Regions from separate parts of the Macaca mulatta genome. Here region 1 is linked to region 2. The links are chromatin contacts, called in public Hi-C maps. All regions are on one chromosome and are shown on one strand. Each heading gives the region's core, a stretch centred on a gene start, on an enhancer-like site or on the middle of the called end of the contact. The rest is flanking DNA. Distances are from core to core; before and after follow the strand shown.

Region 1 (7,515 bases), core at 2,553-5,052, 150 kb before region 2:
TTTGCTGGTAACCCAGAGAGCAACCTGAGGCATTTCCCAGGGCCTCCAGAAGGCCCACTTGTCTTTTTCTGGCCTAGAGAATTCACTTGGAGTCAGATCCATTAAACATGCATTCTGAGACCACAAATTTTCCAAAGAACCCCCTTTTTCTTTTGTGACTTTGGGTGTTGTGATGCTGGCTTTTTTAAAGCCCTGCAGTAGACAAATGGTTAATGGATTACAAGGCAGTCTCCAACTCCCTCCCAGAAGCTGCAGCCAATTCCTAGAATGAGTCATCCTGCCATTACTGCTTCCTCTCAGCTTGCTGGAACTGCCCCGCCCCCACTTAGTACACCCAGATCTCCTCTGTGGTCACCTCACTAGCAGCCCACTGCGCCTGCCCGTGAGCTCTCGGTCCTCCCCAATGACCATGCTCCCCACCATAACGGGAGGCCACTGCGGAGGTGCAAGGTGGTGCTATAGGCAGTTTAGCTTCCCATGCTCTGCCACAGCCCCTGGGCCCCTTACCTTCCAGCAGTCAAGAGAGAAAGACACAGGCTCACACTGACCCACAGCTTCCTTGGAAGAGGTATCCCTAGTCAGTAAACCACCTGATCACTTCCTGTGCCTAGACCTCAACATTATGGGTTCCAGGAGACAAACAAGGATTTGGATGGGAATTTGGAGTTAAGAATGACCTGGGCCCTCCCAAACTTCAGAATGAAGGTTGGGGAAGAGGAAATTTTCAGGCTACCCCATCTTCTGGCTTTAAATAGATTACTTCAGAGTTGGCTATCGGGAGGACAGATAGGAGGTTCGGGTATGGGTTGGATCCTGCCTGCTGTTGACAAAATTTAGTCCAGGGACAGATAAACAGGGCCCTGCCTCTTCAAGCTGGGATTCAGAGGAATCCTACAGATTAAATGGTCTCAGTCTTTCACCCACTCCCATCAGAGGTGTGGAGAGACAGAACATTCCTCTCTGGTGCCTCACTTAAGTTGCAAAAGCCATGGCAATTCTTAGAGCTACTTCAGCCTTCTTTTGGAATGAGTCTGCTTTCAATCACCACCACATTACCAGGGAACAGAAACAGCACAGATACTATATATAAATAAGCACTGACCACGCAATTCAGTCATCACCATTTCATTTTAGTGGTTGTTTGGGAGACAGGGGATTATGGAAAGTGTAAAAAGGCATTGACCCTGCCAAGATCTCAGATGCCACCAGATTAAAACCTGAACTCCTATCTGCACATGAGTTAAGAAATAAAAATTTTCTCTGGCAACAATTTAAAGTTTAGTAGTAGTGTTATAAGGGTAGGCATGAAGCAATTTCTCCTGAAATTTAACATGCATATAATTCTTGACCTGGCAATTCTCATGATTCACTGAAAGGCACTGCACACACAAGAGCACATGGAGAAGGAGATCTACCCCACTGCTTGGAACAGTGAGGCCGGACGCAACCTAATGGCCCTTACAGGAGACCGGTTCAATGTGAAACAGACATGTATGGTCAGATATGGACAAGTCTCCCTGATCTAGGATTACAAGAGGCAAGACAGGAACTATACAAAATCAATCTATTTCTAAGATTCTTATGAAAAATTATCTAAAGGTAAACAAGAAATAGTTGGCTGTCTCTGGGGAGTGGAACTGGGTTCTAAGATATGCAGAAGACCCGCTTCTCATCATACGGCCTTCATGCTGTTCAAATTTGTACCTGTGTATATGTTACCTTCTTTTAAAAAACATTTGAACAGTTTTCCTGAGATGTGAGTCTACAGAGTTGCCTACTTTGTGGCGGTAACTTCTAAACTGTCAGCAGGGCCCGCTTAGAGAAGCATGGGGAGCAGAGCGGGGACCAGGAAGGGTCTCCTGGAACCTCTTTCATGCTACTTAGGAGGCATAAACTTTTCCTAAGAACAGGAGACAAAAACCATATTGGGAAGAGAAAGAAATCAGGAGCCGCGCTGAAACCTCTGCAGAGCCAGAAGGCCATCCCTCTATCCCCTGGGGGCTAGGCTGCCAGAAGAAAGACGATTACCATCTACCTCTGTTATCTCTTCAACAGGAAATCAACAGGGGATCAGTCAGCAGGAGGTGCTAGCAGAGAGGGGAACTGTCTCCAGAATCTTCCAGGCCCGGAGTGTGTGAAACTCAAGTTGCATGGCTTTAAAACAGGCTCCTAACTCTCGGCGCCGGCTCCCTGCACCGAGCTCTGATCCCCATCACTGTTACATTCCAAGGTGCCTGCGCCAGGGCTGGCACGGCCTTGGGGCCCTGCTGGGGCTGAGCCCTCATCTCTTCATGTGGGTCAGGTCTCCCCGGGTGTCATTTGAGGTTACAAAGGACTCAAATACAAAGCAGGAGCAGTCATAGGAAGTGACCCAGAAAAAACCAGTGCTTTGGACTTTGAGAGTCAATCACCCACCCACCACTAGAAGCCAAAGTTATCTTCCTGGCAGGTGAAATGGGCAGGCCTGTGGTGGTAGCTCCGGGAGGTGTCAAATCAAAGGCCGCAGAATCTCCACACCACCCTGCCCCCGCGCACCTCTATTTCCTGGCTGGCCGGCTGTAGGCTCGGCTCAGGATGGGTCCCAAGGATAATCCTGGGGCGGAGGAGGGAGGAGGTGAAAAGGGTGGGAAGGATGTGAGCTCCAAACTGAGCTAGAGAAAGATCTAGGAGAGAAGAGGCCGGAGGGAAACAATAAAAAGCAATAAAATGAAATGGAAAGGGAAGGGACTCGCCAGGTCAAAAAGTCAAGAGGGGTCGGTGAAGACACAGGTGGCTAGGCGGGAGGAAGGGGGGCACCATGGCGCCACACCATGGGGGAAGGGGTCGCGACCTGCTGATCCCACCAGATCAGTCTATCAGGAAGGCCCCAAGCCCTGACCCCAGCGACAGCGGCGAAGCTCGGGTCTTGAAAGGGGGCTCGTGCCCAGCACGGGCCGACGGTCCCCAAACTGCTAAGCAGCAGCAACCCCGCAGCATAACCAACTCCACCCAGCCCGGCGGACAGACCGGCTGCCAGGCGCTTTCGAGGAACTCGGGTGGGGAAGAGGGGGAGCTCTGAGTGTTGACATTTGCAGTGCCCTCCCAAGCGCACAACAAGCCCCAGAGTGCAGACTCCGGCAGGTGGTGACTCTCCCGGTCCCAGGGTGTAGGATGGCGCCCCGGCACAGGGAAGGGACCCGGGGGCGCCGGAGGGGCGAGCGTGGCAGGGACCCCGCGCGCTCACCTTTGAGGAAGTAGACCCGCGGGCCGGCGGGCAGACAGGCGAGCAGCGAGGTGAGCACGACACGGGCGGCGCTCTCCTCCCGCAGCTTCTGCCAGTGGCGGCTGCCCTGGTCCAGCACCACCACGGCCGCCACGCCGCCGCCGCCCTCCTGCAGGAGCCGCGCGCGCGCCGCCTCGTCGGGCAGCACGTAGCGCGCCGATACCGCGCCGCCCCGGGCCCGCCGCAGCACCACCGAGTTGAGGTTGACGTTGAGCGAGCCGCGCACGTTCGAGGCGGCGAAAGCCAGGTAGGGCCGGCAGTCAAGCACCACGCAGCGCGCCGCCGCCTCCTTGCGGAGCATCTTGCGCAGCTGGCACCCGTCGAGCGACGTGACCTTCATGCCGCCGCCGCCGCCGGCCAGCGGCCCCGCGCCGCGCGCCCCGCGGGTGCCCACGGCCAGGATGCCCGCGGGCGAGGCACGGGAGGGCGACCCGCGGGGCTGCGGCCGCGACGGAGCCCGGCGCCCGAGCGGCGGCGCAACTCCGCGTTCTCGCCTCGCGCGCTCGATACCCACCCCGGCCGCTCGCCGCCACAGAAGCCGGGGATTCCGCCGGCCGCGCAGCGTTTTATGTGAATGAGTACCGTCCGTGACGCGGCTGCCCATATAAGGCCAAATATGGGTGTTTCCCCGCCCCTCGGGCCGTGGCCACGCCCTACCGGGGGCGGGGCAGCGGGGGCGAGGGACTTGCGGGGCGGGTGCCGGCATTAGAGCAAGAGGAAGTGGAAGGCGCCTCCTCGTTTTCTCCTCTGCGCTGCGCTGAGGGACTCACTCGCGCATCACCCGCGGCTGCCGGCCGTGTGTCGAGGCGCTCCGGGCCACAGTGACCCCCGCGGTGCGGTCCGAGGAGGAAGCGCTGTGGGAGGCGGGGCGGCGCCGCATGATCCGGCCTTCGGCTTCACGGACGTGGGCCGAGAACCCGCCCGTGCCGCGCTGAGCAGGGCCGAGGGAGCCGGCCAGGGCCGCAGAGGAGTCCGGAACGGATTCCTGTCGCTACTGAGGTCTGCGCGTGTAAGGGGAGGACGTGGGAGATTTGCCTCGAGGGGTGGGGTATGGATGACTGGAGGGGTCGGGCGCGGGTTGGTCATCGCTGAGGCTGGGTGATGGGTGGCCGAATTCGTTATATTGTTTTCTCCACTTTTCTGTATGTTTGAAATTTTTCATAATAAAGATTCTAAAAGTAAAAACGGGGGTTGGAGGTCGGCGGTGAGAAAAGCCATTTAATCTCCCTAAATGGATTCTGCCCTCAAAGGATTGACGCTCTTTTCTCTGTCACTCTCCAATAATGATTAGAATAATAAGTTGTATTTTGAGGAGCTGTTTTCTGGTCCCGGGGAAATCCGTGGTGAACTCATCAGTAGCATCAGCGTGTATCCCACGGTGGAGCTCAGTTCAGCCAACTGTTGTCCAGGTGGCTTCTGGATTTGGGGGATTATCTGTGGATCAAGTTTAATCTCAGGCTGTCTGCCCCCACCGGTTCCCAGGGGCTTCAGGCCTTCCACCCCTATTCCTGGGGAAGCAGACACAACTCACCCATTCAGTAAGCATTTATTGAGGGTCAGCTGTGTGCCAGGGCTCCCCTAGCTGTGGGGACAAGTGGATGGAAACAGGTTTCTGCCCCCAAGCTCACTGCCAACCATTTTATTGTTAGCCTGGCTGGGACTGCTTGATGGAAAACAGTCTGCCCGCACTAGACAAGGGCTTGTTGACAACTGACATAAGGGAAGGAGGTTTTCAGAAGGAAGCAGAGATCAAATTCTGAAATCAGATGCAATCAAATCAGACACCAGAACAGCCGGCATTGCCTCTGGGTCACGGCTGCATTCACCAAAAGGCGCTGTCCTCGCCTTGCCAGTGGGGTCTTGGTGAAGACGTGATGCGGGGGCCTTCTTTCTCTTTGTGGTTATCTGTGCCAGCCTTCCCTGCAAACTGCTCTTCCTCCAGCACGTTCTGTTTCTGTTACCGGCTCTTTCCACCCCCGATATCTCAGCCCAGAGCCACACACGTACGTGGAGCACCCACGTGGGCCAGGCTTTGTTTTGGGGCTGGCGGCACCAACGTAAGACTTGTACTCAGCTCCAGCTGCCCCCAGCCCAGAGGGGAGGGGAGGGCCTGTATTCCGTAGGGAACAGCGCCCAGCAGGGGTGTGGCAGGGTGGGGCGTGGGCTGGAGAAGGCCTCCCAGAGGAGATGAGGGCTGAGGCCAATTCCGAGGAATTGTAAGCCAGACTACGAAGCAGGAGGGGTGATTCCAGGCAGAGGAAACTGCTTGAGGTAAAGAAAACAAAAAAACACAAAACCCAGCATGGTGCGTACTGGAGGTACGTGGGAGACTAAGGCCCTTCTGGTATTTATTAGCAGATTAAGCAGGGTCAGGCAACAGAGGGCCTTGTGCTGTTTGACTCAATTGGGTCTTAGTCTTTGGCCCGGACAGTCCCCAATGAGGGATCTTACTCAGTGACCAGATCCGGATAGCATTTGGGAACATCGCTGAGGCGGCTGTGTGCGGGATGAGTGTTTTATTTGAGAGTGGGGGAGGAGTCCGGAGTCTGGGGGATGGATGGGAGGATTTCATGGGTAATCTAGAGCTGAGCTGATATGGGCCTGCCAGAAAAGCAGCTATGGGGAGCCCATAAGAATGGGAGCACATTGAGGAAGTAAGATGCTGGGAGGGGTGAGATGGGGAGAGAGAACTGGAGACTGACACCAAAGATTTTTTTTTTTTTTTTTTAAAGATACGTTCTCACTGTGTTGGCCAGTGTGGTCTCAAATTCCTGGCCTCAAGTAATCCTCCCACCTCAACCTCCTAAAGTGCTGGGATTATAGATATGAGCCACCACACCCAACACCCAGTTAGCATTTTTCTTTTCTTTTTTCTTTCTTTCTTTCTTTTTTTTTTTGGGGCGGGGGGACAGAGTTTCCCTCTGTCGCCCAGGTGGGAGTGCAGTGGTGTGATCTTGGCTCCCAGATTCAAGCAATTCTTCTGCCTCAGCCTCCTGAGTAGCTGGGATTGCAGGTGCACACCACCACGCCAGGCTAATTTTTGTATTTTTAGTAGAGATGGGGTTTCACCATGTTGGTCAGGCTGGTCTCAAACTCCTGACCTTGTGATCCGCCCGCCCCCAACGTGCTGGGATTATAGGTGTGACCCGTGAGCCACCATGCCCAGCTGACACCATAGTTTTTAACCTTTAGATAGGAACTCTACAGGAGCAGGTCTGGGGTGAGGGTAGCAGGAAAAGGAGGAGTGGGTGAAGTTTATACATGTTAATAAGCTAGAGTTGGTCACACCAAGGAGGGTGCCCAGAAAGCAGAAGGGTGGCCTGGCACCCGGTGTAGGAGGGTTATCTGTCAGCTGGATTGCTTCCTCACGTCCCATGTCCAACAGATTACTAAATTCTGGGGCCCGGCTTCCCAGAGCTCTTGTCTGACTCATCCTGCCTAGTGCCACGGCCAAGGCCAGCTTTGCAGGTATGTGACCTGCGCAGCCAAACGGACCCATACTTAGAAGGGACCCCCACTTGTTTTAATGCTCTGTTGTTACTAAATTGTTAATTTTGTACAGGAGACCCTGCGTTTTCCTTTTGCACTGGGCCCCACGAACTCTGTAGCTGGTCCTGCCCATTGCTGTAGTGAAAGGGCCCCATTATCCGCCATCCCCACTGGACCCTACGTTAGCATCACATATCCCAGTCTCAAAGCCCCCTCCTTGCTCTCTCATCCTCTACAATGTGGTCTTAAGCTTACATCTAAGCACAGAGCCCACCTCCCCTGCTAAAAAAATTTCAATGCCACCTATGCACTGTCTTGGTAAAATCCAAATTCCTTAGTGGAACACTAAGGTCCTTGGTCTGGCCAATTGGTCACAACCCACCTCTAACGTTTCTCACCTTCCTTCTCATCACCCCTCCCCCCACCACCCCCATCCTTTGTAAAGCAATCCTTCTCCACCTTCACACAGCTCTGGAGCACGTTCAGGACGCCACCCCTTAACCCCCAGCCTGTTAGCTGTCACCCTCTTAGGGGTTCTCACTTCCCTTCCCCCCTAGCCTGGCACGTGAGTGTTATCTGTCCTGCCATTAGCCTGCAGCCTCCCAGGCTAGACTTAGGGGCCTTATCCAACCATCTGTGTCTCCCTCACAACACCCTCACACGGTGAGGGCTGAATCAGTGTTGGTGGAATGGAATTCAGTGCTTGTTGAGACATGAGAGTGGCCAGCTTTTTAGGAGGCACCTGGGGAGAAAGTTGGTAACAG
Region 2 (6,801 bases), core at 1,906-4,405:
TCCAGGCTTTCAGACCTCAGGCTTACAAGACAAACTTAACCTGATGTAACACAGAGTGTAATAAGAAGCATCAGCTGCACTCCTGCTCATCTTTGGGCAGTAGAGCATGGAGGCTGATGGCAATCCTCATCCACTCAGGCCTTGCATGAAGCCCTTGAAGACAGAACTCTGATTCTTTCACCAGGATGACCTAGGGACAGGCTTCCCCTCTTCCATATGCAAAGCTGCTCTCCTCCTCCTGCTCCTTCTCTGCCTTTTGAGGAAGTCACCTGGGGTGGGGATGGGGGCTCAGTTGACCTTTCTGCCTGGTGTCTCTCCTGGTAGAATGCAGACTCTTGGAGCCTCCCTGTTACGATGAGAAGCCAAGTAGAGGCTGGATCCTTCAGTTGGGGGACTTTTAGTGGCCCCTGTTGTGGACCTGACCTCATTCTTGGTCTGCAGGTCCCCAGATGGGAAGGGCCCTAGGCGAGCTCATGGTGTAAGGGAGAGGGGCAAGCATACAGACAAAGCAGACAAAGTCCATGAATCAGTCGAATAGCATCATGCCTAGGATTGCAGAACCACCCTAAGGTCTAAGGGTCTTGCCACCTAGCAGCTGTGTGGTCACTGGCAAGTGGTTAACCTCTCTATGCCTCAGCTTCCTGTAAAAATTTGGATAATTGCACCCACCTCATGGGGCAATTTTGTGAGGATTAAATGAGTTAACATAAGAAGAGCCATTTGCAACAGGGCTGGTCTGCAGCCTGTTCTGTCTGTATGTTAGCTGTCAGCACTAAGTGCTCCAGGTACCACAGACACAGAGTCAGGTGACCAGGAGGGACTGAAACTAGGAGTGGCAGGGCTGAGGGGTCACTATGGTGGTCAACAAAGACTCCAAAAGGAAGTGGTGCTTAAACTAAGCCTTGAAATCTGAGTTGTTGACAGTGAGTGGGGAACAGAGGGACAGAGGCTGACACATGAGGGCAACAGGCCATGGTTTGGATTCACCAGAGCCCAAGAGAGGTTGGGAGAGAGGGGGCTGGAGAGGGGCACAGGGGCTGATCCCAGAGGTCCATGAAGACCAGCATGTGCTTAGAAAGGTGGCAGTGGCCCAGGGAGCATGGCTGGGAGAGGGCAAGGGTGGAGGCAGGAGAACCAATTTGGACAGGAGGTGGTTGTGAGTCCAGAGCAGAGATGAGCAATAGTGAGGGTTGACCTGGACAGCAAGGCACTCGGGCAATAGACGTCTCAGGCCTCTGTGGCGCCGAGTGTGGCAGTGAGGCAGAGGGAGGCTTCAGGATGTGGCTCAGTCTGGCTGGTGGGACCCAGGGAATGGGCTACTTCGTTCTCAGAGAGAAGGGACTGAGAAAAAAAGAAAAAGGGGAGGCAATGGACATGCAGTGAGCACCTGTGACGTGCTAGGCGCTAGGACAGATGGTGTTCACTTAACCCTTAAGCCACCTCTCCACGAGAATAAAAGTCCTCCCCAAACAGGAAACTGAGGCCCAGAGAACGTCCGTGACTTGCTGAAATTCACACAGCCTGGAAGCGCGGGCTCCGGCTCTCTGACTTCTAGTTCTTCTCCAGGCTGCCTGTTTATCTTCAGCTGTCTTCAGGCAAACCAGACTGTGGGAGGACAGCCCCACGCCTTCGCCCATGTGAGTGTGCCCCAGCAGAAACACTGCTGTTGAGTCAGACGATACAAACTGACACCGCCTCACGTGACTTATATATATTTTCATTTTTGCTTACTTTTACTCAGCCAAGGACTTCAAAGGAGCATCATTCCTGGAGGATTTGTTCATTGACGTGTCACAGGCGAGCCTAAGAGCAGGAAGGAAATGGCTCAGAGACCAAAACATCTGTCCCCTGTATTTCTTGCCAGGTTCTGGGGCTGAGACTCCTGGGGCTCACCTGGAGCCTGGGCTTCTCTCCACTTTGAAGGGCTTGACCACCCCCGCATGGGCTGGAGCTTAGACCGTTGGCCCACTCCTTCCTTTGGGGTGGGGGAAGATGTCTGCAGGAAGCATTTCCAGCACTGGGAAGGTGCCTCAGTAGCTCGACCCTATAGCAGGGCCCCTGGGAGGAGGAGAACAGTTCATTAATGCCTGCCAGGTGCTACACTGCTTATGTCTCACAGAAACACGAATGTCATTGTCCCTGCGAGGATGAAAAACCAGGGGCTCAGAAATGTTAAATAAATTGGCCCAGGTCACCCAGCTAGGACGGCATTGATTGGAGATTCCTACAGGTCTCGGGAGCCCCCCTCGGCCCCTCTCCAGTCCAGAGCGAGGCACTTGCAGCGCTTATAAAAGTCTTTACTTGTTTGAAGCCCAGTTCCTCTCAGGTGTTGCTTTTTTCTGTTTCTTTTCTTTTTTTAGGCCTTGGGGGTTGGGGTGGGAGACCAAAGGTGGAGTTGTGCTATTTTACACAACTGACTTGGCTTGCGCGTCATCTAAACACCAAGTTCCGTTCTCAGAGGAAGTGAGAGGTGTCCAATTCGGTCATGCAGAACGCAGCTGGGCTGCTCGAAACGAAACAAAGCGGCTACTCCGAAGGAGGTGTTGTCCCTGGGCCGGTCCAGGTTGAGTCAGAGCAGACGCCACTCCCACGTCAAAAATCAAAAATACCGGGCCACTGTCCCATGGAGCTGGGCCACTCACTCAGGTCATTTTCACCCCACTTCTGAAATCCACATTAAAGGAAAAAAGAAAAGGGAAGGGAAGGGGAAAAGAAAAGGAAAGGAAGCAAAAACCAGGATGACGACAAGGAAAGCCACCCAGTCAGACCAGCGCCTGTGCACCTATGTGGGGCGTGCCAAGCCCCTGACGGCCACAGCTCCGGACAGTGCTTTGCCCATCAGGCCATCTCAGCCTTGGTTATATTCAGGACCCAGCAGCATATCTATGTTGTGTGGGGCCCAAAGACTTACAATTTGGGACACTCCTTAATAAGAAGAATACAAAAGTATGAAAACAAAATTAAGTACAAAAGTGGATATTTACCTGGGGGTGGGGAGGGAAATCACAGCAAACTGTTGACACCCTACAGATCGGCCCCTTCCTTCAGCAGTCTACGTAGGCAGTTTACCAGAAATGCGCACACAGCAACGCTTCCTGTTTGTAGCCTGCCTTCCCTTCCCTGCCTAGAACGCTCCCAGCATTTCCCTGCTCTCTTGGGCAACAGAAGCGTGTGTCTCTTCATCTTTACAGTAAGAGCACCTCGGATGAGGCTTCTGAGTCGACCATCCTGAAAGCTGTGGGCTGGTGGACATCACCCAGGGCAGGTGTTCCTAACGTTTTTGGGGTCTTGGTTGCCTTTGAGAATTGAATGAGAGTTATGGAACCCTCCCCGGAAAAATGCCTACTCAAGTCTACCAAATTTTACATACAGTTTTAGGGATTCTTAGATTCCTTAAAGCCTAAAGTCTATCTGCAGATCCCAGATAGGGAGCCCATTACCTAGTGTAGTCCACTCATTTCACAGATGAGGCAACGAATCCCAAAGGGGTGAGCAGCTTGTGCGAGGTCACCCAACTGGCCTCAGATCCAGCTCTTGACTGCCTCCCTTTCTCTACTGTAACAGCTTTGCCTTCAGCACTGGACAGAGAGGGGGGTCTTCAGGGGAAGGAGACCCCAAGTTAGGGCCCCTCAGAGGGTCTTTCTTATGTCTTTTGGTCTATCCCAGACACTTACTTTTGCCTAGTGCAGCTCAGGGAGGGCAAGATATGATGGCTTTGAAATACAAACACAGACAGGAAAAAGACTCCCACAGCATGTGCGTATAAATGCAGTAAGAAATATAAAGGAGAGAGAGAGAAAGCAAGAGAAGTTGTAAGCAAATAATATGCAAAGCTCCTGAGAAAGAACTTGGGCTGCTCTGTTTGGTAGCTGGAGACCTGAGCCCTGGGGAAATCCCAGAAAGAGTCAAATCTGATTGGGCCCTAGCTGAGGTCCTGTCCTCTCACTTCGCTCTCTCCTTTCCTACCCACCTTGGGTTGGGGTCTGCTTGGTGCCCCAAGCTGTGTGCTTTGCAGGTGGGGCTTCTTCTTCCTCCACAGCTTCTCCCTCCCCCAGCCTCAGCATCCCCCCGCCCCCCGCACCATGACCCCAAAGCTGCACAGCTGCCTGGATACTTCCTCTGAGCCCCAGCAAACTGAGATCTCCTGGTACCATCCCCGTTGGCAACTGGCTCTTTTTTTTCATGGCATATAGAATCACTTACAATTTTGTATTTATTTGTTTCAGGTCCATGTGCTTCTATGAGACCTTAAGCTCCGTGTGAGCAGGGCCTGGGTCCTTAGTGCATTTGGCCTGGCATGTGGAGGCTGTCCCCCATCCCTTGCTGATTTAAACAAATGGTGGCATCTGGAGGTTTGGACCAGGGCATAGGAATAAATGCCCCCTGGGCCACTCATTCCTGAAATCCTGTCCAGGCCTGAGCGCAGCTGGGAGCTTGCTTAAGCATTTAGCCTGCAGGCACAAACGGTAGGTGAGCAGGTGGTCGGTGCAGTTAATGGGCCCAGCTCCTCAGAGCAGAGCCACCAGCCAAGCAGGCGCAGACCTCCAGGGCGCCTCGTGTATCTTTAAAGTGGGTTCTGGATGCTCCCTCCTTTTCTCATGAGCCTGTCTCTTTGAGTTGTGAGGCTCCCTCAAATTCCCAGTCGGCTGGCTCACCAGAGGTAATGCCAGGGGCTGTCAGCCAAGATCGTGAGTAGATGACTGAGATGGGCGTTCCCTGAGGGCTGCACACACCAGGAATGAGTAAGAAGCTCTGAAACAACGCCCTCTCCTGTCCGCTGGACTCACCTCCAGATAATGGAGCTGTCTTGAGGGAACAGCCTGCCGTTCATACCCGATATTTTCCCTTTCATTCCATTTAGTTTTAGGTAGAGTGTATTCTTTTTCTTTTTTTTCAACTTGACACCTGTGACTCCGTGACAGATCGCCGTCTGTCACGTGTGTGTGACTATCTCCCTATCAAGGGCCAGCAAGCCCTAATCAAGTATTCTTTCTTCTTCCTCTGTTTCTTCTCAGTGTTGGATTGCTGGGGTGGGGAGGGGAAGGATTTATGTGACAAAGAAGCCTGAGGTCCACCCTGTTTCTCTCCTCCCAGGCTTGCTGCCCTGGGAGCGGGGGTTTTGGAAGGAGTGCACTGTTATCCACCGTTAGCCAAATTCCCCTTAACAGTTTCTCACCCCGCCTTTGTCTCATCCCCGCAGCAACTGGGAGCAAGATCTGACCACAGATACCCAGGGATGGGCGGAGGGCGGGGGCCAGGTGAGTTCATCCCAGCAGGTGGGTGCCTGTTCCAGCCTGCCCCTTGCTTCTTCTGAAACACACTCCAGCAGAGCAGCCTCCTTCCATCTCCCAACCTCAGATGAAATAATCAGTATGAAATTTTCTGTCTCCTGACAAGATGCCACCTACTTAATTTTCTTGCACCAACCACCTTTGCAGGAAGATAGGAAATAAACTATGATAGGATATTTAGGCAGCTGAATACAACTGATTGGTACTCTTGGGGGTAAGGCTGGGGGAGGGGGAGGGTACACCCAGCATTCTCATCCTCTCTAGTTAATCATGATGTGGCTTTCAGCAGAGCCACAGCCTCAGTAGAAGCGAGATGTCCTCATGGCCAAGTGACGAGTCTCTCAGCGTCATGACAATGCCCAGCAGCCTCCCTCCCTGCCTTACTCAATGCTGACTATGCCTTAGATCACTGCATCATGGCTTTGGCACTTTGTCTATGTTCCGGAAAAGCCTTTGCTCTGTCATAGCTTCCTTGACCTCCCAAGGCCAGTGCATCAAAACAGAGTCACCATCCTGAGAATAACGTTTCTGCTCCCAGGTGAGCGGCAGGCGTCACACATCAGGGTGTATGGGGCTGTCAGGAAAATGATAAGGAAATATCCACGTGGAAAGAAACAGCTGGGTCTTTACTGCGGCAGAGCTCCATACATTCTTGTCGAATGAATTGATGAATACCCAGGGTTCCTAAGGATGTGAGCTGTAAATGGGGGGGGCTCTGCACACAGTCTCTGGCATGCATTGCCCAGCATCGAACCTTGGCTCTGCCCCTTGCTAGCTGTGTGAGCTCTGGCATACTTCTTGATCTCTCTGTGTACCTACTTCCTTACCTCTAAAATGGGGATGATAATAATAATTAATAATTAAGCATTGTTATGTGTATAGCAGTTAAAATACTTTCTGGCACACAAAGAGCACCATATAAGTGTTTGCTATTATTAAGACTACAAAAATAGTCACTCCAAGGAATTGAATGTTACTTTTAACCAGGAGCTGTGAATTTCCGTATCTGGTAGGCATTCACCTCTCCCACCCCCACAAGCTCCTGCCCCACACATGACACCATCTATTGTAGGGATTTGCAGGTTTTACTGTAAAGGGTCAAATAGTAAATATTTTAGACTTTGCAGGTCACAGTTTCTATCACAGCTACTCAATTCTGCAGTCATAGTGTGACCACATGTAAATGAGTGAGCAAGGCTATGTTCTAATAAACCTTTTTTTATACAAAAGCAGGAGGTGGGTCAGATTTAATCCGCTTTGTTAATTTCTGACCTATTGCAACTCATTTTACAAAACACTGCTCGATTCCTACCTCTTCTAAGAGCCTACCTACTTGTACTTTCCTCTCCCTGAACTTGAAAAGCACTGGGCTTAGAGGGAGTTTAGTACCATGGAAAGAATATGCAAGAAATTTGGATTACGCTCTCGCCCTGCTGCATGACTTTGAACAAAGCATTTGTAATCTCTGGAGCCTCAGTTTACCCATCTGCAAAATAGGTTTAAGTTTTTT

The links. Hi-C and Micro-C count contacts between places; a contact is called where the count stands out from the background.
Region 1: a Hi-C map of blood shows a contact between it and region 2, with 2.1 times the contacts expected there. The contact joins the promoter of DUSP5 here to the enhancer-like site in region 2. A contact is called at or near these places in 4 of 14 Hi-C or Micro-C datasets (CD4 T cells, blood, fibroblasts and 1 more).

The regions. Positions count from the first base shown.
Region 1 is chr9:122,674,378-122,681,892 of T2T-MMU8v2.0, reverse strand. It overlaps DUSP5 (dual specificity phosphatase 5), which reads right to left and starts at 3,802. Exons shown (of 4, transcript XM_001086701.5): 1 at 3,224-3,802. The coding sequence starts at 3,602.
Region 2 is chr9:122,527,550-122,534,350 of T2T-MMU8v2.0, reverse strand. No RefSeq gene overlaps it. Among named protein-coding and RNA genes, the nearest start is that of SMNDC1, 55 kb to the right of the region's middle. Within about 2 kb of position 3,155, at least 16 of the 40 cell types and tissues checked have an H3K27ac peak or open chromatin away from gene starts, as enhancers often do. A contact at or near this core is called in CD4 T cells and blood, where this site is marked.